Regions from separate parts of the Siniperca chuatsi genome. Here region 1 is linked to region 2. A link is a contact called in public Hi-C data. All regions are on one chromosome and are shown on one strand. The core of a region is the stretch at or near the end of the contact, and the rest is flanking DNA. Distances in the headings are between cores, read along the strand shown. Region 1 overlaps papolg (poly(A) polymerase gamma). Region 2 holds the start of pex13 (peroxisome biogenesis factor 13).

What was found. A called contact is a pair of places that touch in the nucleus more often than the background predicts.
Region 1: a contact with region 2 is called in a Hi-C map of liver, with 2.3 times the contacts expected there. The contact joins the enhancer-like site here to the promoter of pex13 in region 2. A contact is called at or near these places in 2 of 3 Hi-C or Micro-C datasets (liver and skeletal muscle).

Annotation. Positions count from the first base shown.
Region 1 is chrLG11:5,799,484-5,804,485 of ASM2008510v1, reverse strand. papolg (poly(A) polymerase gamma) reads left to right here. Exons shown (of 24, transcript XM_044214105.1): 5 at 1-78; 6 at 971-1,024; 7 at 1,786-1,897; 8 at 2,461-2,550; 9 at 2,830-2,968; 10 at 3,097-3,169. Among protein-coding and RNA genes, the nearest start is that of papolg, 6.7 kb to the left of the region's middle. Within about 2 kb of position 3,300, the one cell type or tissue checked has an H3K27ac peak away from gene starts, as active enhancers do. A contact at or near this core is called in liver, where this site is marked.
Region 2 is chrLG11:5,761,496-5,766,733 of ASM2008510v1, reverse strand. It overlaps pex13 (peroxisome biogenesis factor 13), which reads left to right and starts at 3,774. Exons shown (of 4, transcript XM_044215439.1): 1 at 3,774-4,090; 2 at 4,843-5,238. The coding sequence starts at 4,017.

The DNA of each region.
Region 1 (5,002 bases), core at 2,051-4,550, 38 kb before region 2:
CGCCATGTAGAGAGAAGTGACTTTTTCCAGTCTTTCTTTGAGAAATTGAAACAGCACGAAGAGATCAAAGACCTGAGGGTAAGTCTCTCTGGCATTTTGTCATTAAAGCACAGGGTAACAAATGTACTTATGTATAGGCTTCTGTGACAAAAGTCCCACGCTAAAGTTATTTAGAGGGGAACCACCTTGTTTGGCCATTTCCCAATGAAGAAAGTCCCTGTTTCATCCCTGATCTTGAAAAATCAGTCTGTTCTTCAGTGAAAAAGATGCAAGAGCAACAGACTGTTGTAGTAACTCTCAGCAGATGAGCAGTACCCAGGAGTGTTGCCTATGGTGTTAGATCTGCTGTGTTGATTTCCTAAGTTGTGTGTATTCATTAACAACAATACACATTATTAAAAAATGGTACATCCCTTTAGTTTATTTTTGTTGTGACGCTAAATATTTAAATACGATTATCAAAATAGCTATTTGTAGAAGTGCTTACTTGCACTTTACCAAAAAAATAAATAAAATTAGATTCTCATCTTGCTGATCTTATCTGAAAATGCATAGTGGTACTTTCAGTGGAGCAGCTGAGTGCACTTTTACTGGTGGATGTTACTGAGAGTAACCCTGTGTTTCTTGGATATTGTAAGAGGAGGATGATCATTTGAACCCTGGTCTCCAAAGACATCCAGAAGTGACACTCACATTCCACACTATGCTCATGTTTTCTGAATTTGAACCCACTCTCATTGAAATCTGTTATCAGCTGTCTTCAAACATTTTCAAGGCACTGTTGGTGACATTCTAAAGGAGTAGCATGCTGGAAGCATTACTTTACATGTCTTTGGAATATTACTGTCTGCAAGCTCTGTCTACTTGACTTTGATTTTCACCTCTGGTTCATTTGGTCTTAATTTCAGTCCATATATTCGCCTTGTCTCAGATTTGTTGGTGATATTGTCTCTTTTGGTGCTTTTTCAAGGCTGTCGAGGATGCTTTTGTACCAGTGATAAAATTCAAATTTGACGGAATAGAGGTAAGTCACTTTGAGATCCAAGTGATGTGTGTTGTCTACATATAGGGGTACTGCCTAACTTAATACACACTACTCGGAAATAACAATTACCATTTTGACAAAGCTTTTATAGGTAACGTGTTGTTAAGCATAGGTAGGGCTGTGATTGTAAAGAGTTACAGCTAAAGGGTACTAATGTCTGCTATAATAGCTGTGCAAAGACTGATGGTTTTGATTTCCAGTTTGGATCAGACTTAACAAAAAATGTGTACAAATTAAAACAGGTTTTCTCAGGCCGAGGTAGGAACTTCATGACACATGTTAGTGGTTCAGTTTGTAGTTAAGGTCTATGAAAACTTCTACAACAGTGCAGAAAAGGAGATGTAGAATAAGGTGACCGAGAGGAGCATTAACATGACCATAATCTGCCAAAATTTTAAACCTCTGGGCAAGTTTTGTATTGTGCCTTGATGAAATTTCTAAATAAAACATTTAAACAGAATAATGTAAACGCTCATCCTACTGTGCCATACTGCCATTCCTACAAGAAAAAAATGGGTTAAGCAGCCCTTGTCTACCAATTCATGACTTAAAACAATTTGTTCTGCCTACCATTTTGGCTGTCTAACCTCAGTCCCTTATGTATCTGATTCTGAGAACCACCAAGTTCAGAAATTTTTGACTTCCTGCTACCCCGAACAGGATTGGCGGTTATAGAAGATGAGTGATTTTTACTGTTTCATCTCCTATTTACTCATATTTTTCTGTCTCTGTCGGAGCAGATTGACCTGCTTTTCGCCAGACTCGCCTTACAGTCCATTCCAGACAACCTGGACCTGAGGGGGGACTCCATCCTGAGAAACTTGGACATTCGGTGTATCCGCAGCCTTAATGGTACACTTCATGGCTTCTATTGGATTGTATACATACAGTACAGAAGTTGATATTGACTTGAGGCCTGATGCTGGTGCTGTTTTCCAAAGTGACATTTAATAAGTACAATAGTAGAGGCAGGTATATGAATCTAAACAACATAAGTTTGTTTTCTTCTGAAACCGTAACCTTCTCTTTCTAGGAATTTACACATTAACTGTAAATGTGTAATACTTTTCTCAGTCGTAGAAAAGGTTTCAGTCGTGGTCATCTGGACACTGTTGTCAGAATCAAGACGTTTCGGTTCCCATCCGGAAGTCATTCTCAATTGTGAAAAATGGACCGGGAACTCCGAAATTTAAGCTACTCTGAGTTACTTAAGCCCTGCCCTCAGGAAGGAATCTTCCTGAGTATCCTTGAGTAATTGAGAATGACTTCCGGATGGGAACCAAAACGTCTTGATTCTGACAACAGTGTTCAGATGACTACGACTGAAACCTTTTCTACGATAGAACACTCCTGGACGAATGAGGGACCGTCTTACTTTTCTCAGTGTTTTGGGTTTCTGACATTTTGTCTTACAGGCTGTCGGGTGACCGATGAAATTTTGTACCTGGTGCCAAACAAAGAAAACTTCAGGCTGACATTGAGAGCCATCAAACTGTGGGCAAAACGTATGTGGATTCAATGTTCTAGTAATCTGTTATTATTGCATTTTATTGCATCCATGGGTGTCATTCAGTAGTTGTCACAATTTAAGAGCTAATATCAAATACATAAATGCTCAAAAAAGTGGCAGTGACAAATTTGTGTGTAGAACTTAAGATATTTGCCTCCTACAGGTGTCCTCCCAGTTTTGTGTATACTTTACAAACCGACACTGCTAATCTTTTAGATAACACCAATATTTTGAAGGTGCCACAACCTTATTGTACTGCGTCCTCTGCCCGCAGGTCGTGGGATCTACTCCAACATGCTGGGGTTTCTGGGTGGAGTGTCATGGGCCATGCTAGTGGCCAGGACCTGTCAGCTCTACCCTAACGCTGTGGCTGCCACGCTGGTCCACAAGTTCTTCTTGGTGTTTTCCAAATGGTGAGAATTTAGTTCTTGCGATTGTAACTTGCTACTTTCCTTTTCCACTTGATGGCAGTATTTCACAGCCATGTGCAATGCCAATTGTATTCGGTATTCACACGTTTTACTACATGTCCATCCTACAGGGAGTGGCCAAATCCTGTGCTATTGAAACAGCCTGAGGACAGTAATCTGAATTTACCTGTGTGGGATCCTAGAGTGAGTATGACGCCAGTGTTTTATTTCCACGTTTATAATGATGTTATGCCTAAGTTTTGTATGTGTATTGGTGTGCAGACACAGGAAACAGTATCTGGAGTTAATCTGAGTTTTGAAAAGTTTGTTGGTGTGTCATGGTTAGCTAAACAGATAGAGTATAGGTACATTTATTTTCTCTTATTTCATGTCTCCTCATTCCTCTGTCATCATGTGACCCGGAAATTGATCGGGTCCCCTATATGAGTTCCATGCCCTTAACTCTGCTCGGAGGAGGCTTCCCAGAGCAGCTTGGAGCAAGGAAGACTTCCTACGTGGACGTCTTTTATCAGACAGACACACCCCTTCAGTAAAAATACATTAGCAATAGCACAACAGATCAGACAATTGTGTTTAAATCACATCAGTGCAACACTGCAATCAAAAACCTGTGTGGACAGAACGGTCCTGTGTGCAGTAAATATTTGTTTAGGACGCCTTTACACACTCTTGTCAGCTGTTCATTTGATTTTTGATTTTTTTTTAATAATTTTTTTTTCCTTGGCCAGGGCTTTGATATATTTGTTTTGGCTTTAGTTTTGTCTTACTGTTTTTTCATAATAATATCGTACATTTACTTATCCCAAACTAATTGGTCTACAGCCTTAATTGAAAACATTCTAGCTGTTGTAAATGCTGTGTCATGTTTGTAGTGTCCCTTCAGCAATAAACACATTTTAATTATCTAATGGTGTCGTTTCCGTTCAGTCACAGTACAGCCAACAATCACCATGCATTGGGCAGAAAGTATAGTTTTAGATACAATATTATAATTTCCCAAATGTTTTGGCTACTTTAATTATTTCTGTTTGCTGTGAGACATGCTCATTATAATGTAGACGATTAAAACGTTTGCAAGCAAAATGTAGTGCAGAAACAAATAATTGCATGGTAAAGGCTTTGCTGCCAGCAGAAATGGCTTAAAAGTCATGTGCAGTTAGCATCCAACTTCCTCTTACCTGTAGTGTTATTTGTCCATCTAGATTGTTTTGGTGTGAGTTGCCAAGTTTTGGAGATATCAGCCGTTGAGATGTCTGTCTTTTTTTGAATATAATGGGGCTATATGGCACTTGGCTTGTGGTGCTCAAAACTCCAAAAAACATTATTTGAAAAACTAAACAGCAATGTCTCTTTCCAGAAATCATGACCTGGTTATTCAAGATAATCCCCAGATTTGTTGTGAGCAGTTTCATGTAGGAACTATTTTCTCCTGAAAGTTCCTACATGAAACTGCTCACAACAAGGTCTGAGGATTAGCAGTACAGATAAGAGAAGAAATGTATTTTCGATTTTGGGGTTAACTTTCCCTTTTTAAGGCTCAATGGAAACATGTAATATTTCAGATTATGTTTTGTCATGTTGGAGAACATTAATATTAAATAGCTAAATAGTGGTGACTTGCTGTTTGGGTAGTACGTCACATCATTATTACATTAAATATTGATGGTAAAGCTCTGTTGCAGCTTTCATCAGTAACTGACAAATCATTTTGCATGTTTGAAAGGGAAGTACATGTCATTTTACAATATGTTTCCTTGATTCCTCACATCACTTGAGGGAAAAAATGCAAATGAGGGAAACGTGAAAACCGTAAAGTGAATTGGGATGTACCCTCTGTGTGTGTGGGTGTGGGGTGGGGGGTACCCTTGGTTTTATGATGCCTTTCAGTGCGTGGGTGTGAAGTTGCGCTACTCGTTCAGTTTGGTGGCTGGAGTGTGCTGGCGTGTTGGTGAAGGCTCTCATTTCTGCAGTGAAACCAATCTAGGTCCCTGTGCTGTGTTTTTTATTTATTTTTTT
Region 2 (5,238 bases), core at 2,525-5,024:
TCACATGTCAATCTGCATACAGTAATTCACCTTTTTAGGAACAAAACAGGCTCCAAAAGGTCCATTCATTTTGTAAATAATTTTCAAAAATATCTGTCTTCTGCTGAATCAACTCATGGAATGATGCCCAAACAATGTCATAACCACATATATAGTCATCTTTTCCACCTATAAGATCACTGAGCCAAGACCTCGCTACGAAATGCAGAACAGTTATTACTTCCATTCTTTGAGAGCAATTTCCCTGATCCTACAATTTGCAAACTTCCTGCAGCACATTTTAATTATAGGTATTGTACCTTATGTGTAGCTAGAAAGGCTCATCATGTTAAGACCTAACTCATGTTTGAGAGCAGGGAAAATCCCACGAAGCTTTTACTGTGAATGTTTGACCAGAACAGTCAGTGTATAGGCCTACTTGTGTGTTCCAGGGTGTTCGGTAGGTTTATGTCAATTGTCTCCACTGTTTACAGAGATCTTATTCTAAACGAGAGTGACCGTACTCCTTGTTTATGTATGCCTGACTCATGTTTTTCCGTATAAAATTATTATGTCATAGAAATTTATAATTTTCGGGCGGAAAACAGCATGTAAAATTTGCACAAACTACAACAGTGAGGTAAAAACCAAACCGCAGTGACAGCACTCTAGCTAGCTAGTTAAAGCTAGCTAGAGTGGAATCACAGCTAGCCTTAGCCAAAGCTAATTAATTGACTTTTCCCCAACGTGTTTCCTATGATTGAAAAATCTATTGATTTATTGTTCTATATGAACCTCCGGTTTCTTAGTAATTGAGTTTGTTATACCACATACATAAGGCAGTAGCTAAATATAATCATAAAAGAGAATAAAAGCAACACCAGATAAATAAGTTGTGTTGAAAGCTAACTAGCCTAGCTTTAGATGGTCCAAATATACGAGTACAGTATCTGATTTCATCCCAAAAAAATCATCCTTAAAAGGTATAAAATTAAGGTTTTACATCTTATATAGCTGTTATTGACTTTAGCTAAGTAGCCTTCAAATTTTAGACCCTTTTTTCTCAGCTTCACTGTTTCTGTAACTTAGTTACTGCTGGCTGCCTTTTTACACTTCAGATAACAGAACTAGATAACATTGCCGCATTCCCAGTCCAGTACAAAAGACACTACAGTGTTATCTAGTTTTGACACTACAGTCAGTTACTGTATTTCCTTTTTTGACAAGCAATTACACAAACATGTCAACATACTGTGGCCTACGCAGGGGTTAAATACACACAAACTTCAATTGAGTTCTGTATGTTCCACCAATATTTTCTCTCGACAGTTCCACTTTTGTATAAGCCTCCATCTTCCTGTCCGTTGTGTATACTTTGTGCAATACGCGCGTGTACTGCACAAAGAGAAATAGCACACACACAGAGCAAAGGGGGAAGCAGTGTCTGTGAAAAGTACACCACATCACTTTCAGGCCAATCCAGCGGGCTGCCCAGCAAAAATACACCATATAACCAGTTAGAAACACTGGAATTTCAGAGTGAGTAAAGGAATGCTGTATTAGAGTGAATTCATACGTCTGGTTGGAGCAGTAGGCTAAATCTGTACTCAGGAACAGAAACAGTTTTGCTTAGGGATTCTTAGATCTATTTTTCTGATGATGACCACCTACTGTGTTTGTATAATGTAGGAATATACAGGGTAAGTTTGTGTCTGCCCCAGCAAGTTTTTTCAGTCTCTGTGAAATGTGTTGGCAATAATAGGCAACATTTTACCCCAAAAATGTCAGACTGCCATTATTGAGAATACTGGTGCAATGGTCTGGACTGCAGATAGACTGATGTTTCTTTTGCTGCATCTTCATTTTGGTGATTTCTTGCAACAAACGAGAAACAAACGAGATATACCGTGTTTGTTAGTGAGCTTCAGTGGTGCTGCTAAGCATATTTTTTATAACCTTTGGACAGAGTCAGGCTAGCTGTTTCCCCGTTTCCAGTCTTCATGCTAAACTAAGCTGACCATCTCCTGGCTGTAGCTTCGTATTTAACGGACATGAGACGTGAGAGTGGTATTCATCTTCTCATCTAACTCTCGCCAAGAAACCCGAAGCGTTTATGAGCCGTCAGCAGTTCACGTCACGAATGGCCTGAATGGGAGCAAAATCCCTGAAGAGTGGAGGCTGCAGCACAGCTTGGCCTGTAGTAGGCTCCATCCAACAATCACACATGGGTGTCATGTTCGGGTGTCATACTCATACTTTTGACCACGTAATGTATTTCCAATGCTCGTTTTTATATATTTGCTTGAATGTAATGATTTTTTTAATTGTCTTTGATTTTCTTATATCATCACAGTACAAAAGGTCACAGGCGCTCATCACAAACCCCAAATACCAGGACCATCATCAGCTCATGCATTCTTCCCACACACAGCGACATCACAAGCCAACACTTTTGTCACCTTTTGCTTGGGATCCTGACACCATCATGTCACAAACGGCAGCCTCAATCTCACACACCTACATTGTGGCATCACGCAGGCATTGTCTGTCGTCCTCCCCTTAGTGAATCTAACCCCCCACCACACACACACACACACACAACACTTGACATCACAGGGCTCCCTCCTAAAACCAAACCGTACACCTCTGCACTCACTGCCTGCGTGAAAGAGCAGCTTTCCTCATGCTCACGGCAGCGAAGTCACAAGCCGCCCCCTCACAAACCTTACTACAGGGTTAACTGAACGACACTTGGCCTGATTCTGAAAGCTAGTGAAAGCTCAAAGGGGAATCCACTCTCAAACCAAATTCATACATGTCATATAATTCAAATCTCAGAGCTGCCAGCAATGTCAGCAATAAAACTAGTCTGACGTAGGAAAATAGTGATAGTACTCAATGGGACAAACTAATTTTGCTACAGTTTTTATTTTTAAGCATTCTGCTTTACAAGCAATTCTCCATCTACTGTCAATGGTCTAGTTCTGTGAAATGATTGATCTATTTAAGATGGTGAGAATAGCATTCTTTCTCGTCATTTCTTTCTTAGAATGGATTTTCAGAGCAGAAAAAGCAGCTGTTAGCAGATCTTCACACCTTACAGTTGAGTGTTAAAAGAGGAAATCATGTCATGTGCAACACTATCTTCTCATGAAGGGGCTTTGGTCTAAGGACAGCCCACTTTTTTTGTATCATGTTTACTTGATAACAGTAGTCTGCTTATCCCGCTCACATTCTATATCTGAACTTCCTTGTGAAGGGTTGGGCAGGTACATAATAAAGTCCAAACCTTAGGACAGTGCTAATGTTTCTCTTTAGCCAAATCACTAGAAAATTTAAAATTACTGTTGTCAATGTGAGTGGACATTAGTTAGTAAACTACTAATGAAAACCACCGTGTATTTCAGTGGAGGGAAATTCCCTTTTTCCGTTTATATTTGTAAGCTGTAAATGTGTATAAAGAAGGTCTTCTTTTCTGATAAGCCACAGCGCCCTCTGCTGGACAGAAGTGAGAAGTGCATTTAATTGTTTAAGGGGCCAGGCTGTACTAATCGAGTGTCAAAAACACACAGGCTTTTTAATGAATTTGGGAGGTAATTTAAGCAGTGACAAAAAAATAAAGATATAAATTATAGTTACTGCTAAATATATTCAGCTCTTTAGATAGATTTAGTTCATACAAATACATATCTTCTATCAGTTATTCTGGTCTGACCACAGCACAACACATTTGGTGCCTTTAGGAGGTATCGGGAATATTATGAAAATTCCTTTTAACGTTGGAAATTCCATCATGTCTGTTTGGAGATTATGCCACGGAAGTCGTGCCATCCAACATCCAATAGACATAGATATGTACTAAATAAATCCAATATTGTTTAACGTGTTTATAGTCCCTTTAGGGCTATTTAATCCACGCACATATACATGAGCTGTGATATTAGAAGAAGGAAATTACGAAGAGCACGGGAAGGCATCAGGCATCCGGGACAACAAGTTCCGCATTATTTCTACACTTTAAAGACATATATTTTGTGATGGATTCACAGTCTCCGCCAAAGCCATGGGAAAGGCGTATTCCAGGGGCAATGAGTGCACCTATAAATTACAGGTAAACTTGCTATAGCGGCGTTAGCTTGGTCGCCGAGGCCTTTGTGTGTTTAACGTACTGACGGCAGCTGGTTCGGTGTTGTTGCTAGCTAGTTTATGCTAAGATTGTTGCACAAGCGAGAGGATATCCAAACTGTAAACTTTGACACGGTGGTATGAGTCTTTACCAGTTAACCACTCGTATTTCCATTTGTCAGAATATTTTTTGCCAAGTACAGGCATTCAAACAAAGCAACAACTGTACAAATACCCAACCAACTAGCAGGCCCAATGAGGCCATGTAATCATGTACCTTCTTCGGGGGTATGGTAGGTGTTTCACGCTAGGCTCCCTTTATAACTACTTGTTTTTGTCGCATTTCTAAATGATGAACGTAAACGCCACACAAAAGTAGTTTTTAATACGATATTCAGCAGAAATTACGATAAAACTGTCTCCTTCTCACCTGTTCACTAATAACCTAAATGAAGCACTATTCGATTGAGGTCGCATCGCTGTTTGCAATTGTAAGCAATTTCATACCAACAACTTATTGACCACATTTGAAGAACGTAATTTTCGATGTTCAACGTTGTTCGAGCAAACCCACAGGTTTGTTTTTGAATGTCCTGGTATTGACCTAATGCCTGCTGTAGTTTAAGTTAAGCAGGCCCAATCTCACCCATGCTCTACTGTATCACAAAAAATAACATATATAAAATCACTGAAGCTGTTTTGAACTCTATGTCTTGTCTTGGCCTTTTCACCAAACAGGTCTACAAACTTTGGACCATCTGCAGGCCCCTCTTTATCTGCAGGCCCTCCTGTTCTGACCAGAATGGTGCCCCCAGTGCCCCCTCGTCCCGTCCAGCAGGGCTACCGCCCATCCTACAGTTCTTTCAACTCCTCTTACAGCCCCTATGGGAGCTCCATCTATGGGGGGTACAACCCCTACAGCTATGGTGGTGGCTACGGCCTGGGAGGTTACAGCCGCCTCCCCCTCACGGAGGACGTTGCCCCCAGCCGGTTCGTGCAACAGGCTGAGGAGAGCAGCCGCGGTGCCTTCCAGTCCATCGAGAGCATTGTCCAGGCCTTTTCCTCAGTTAGTATGATGCTGGACGCCACCTTTTCAGCTGTGTATAACAGCTTCCGTGCTGTGCTGGATGTAGC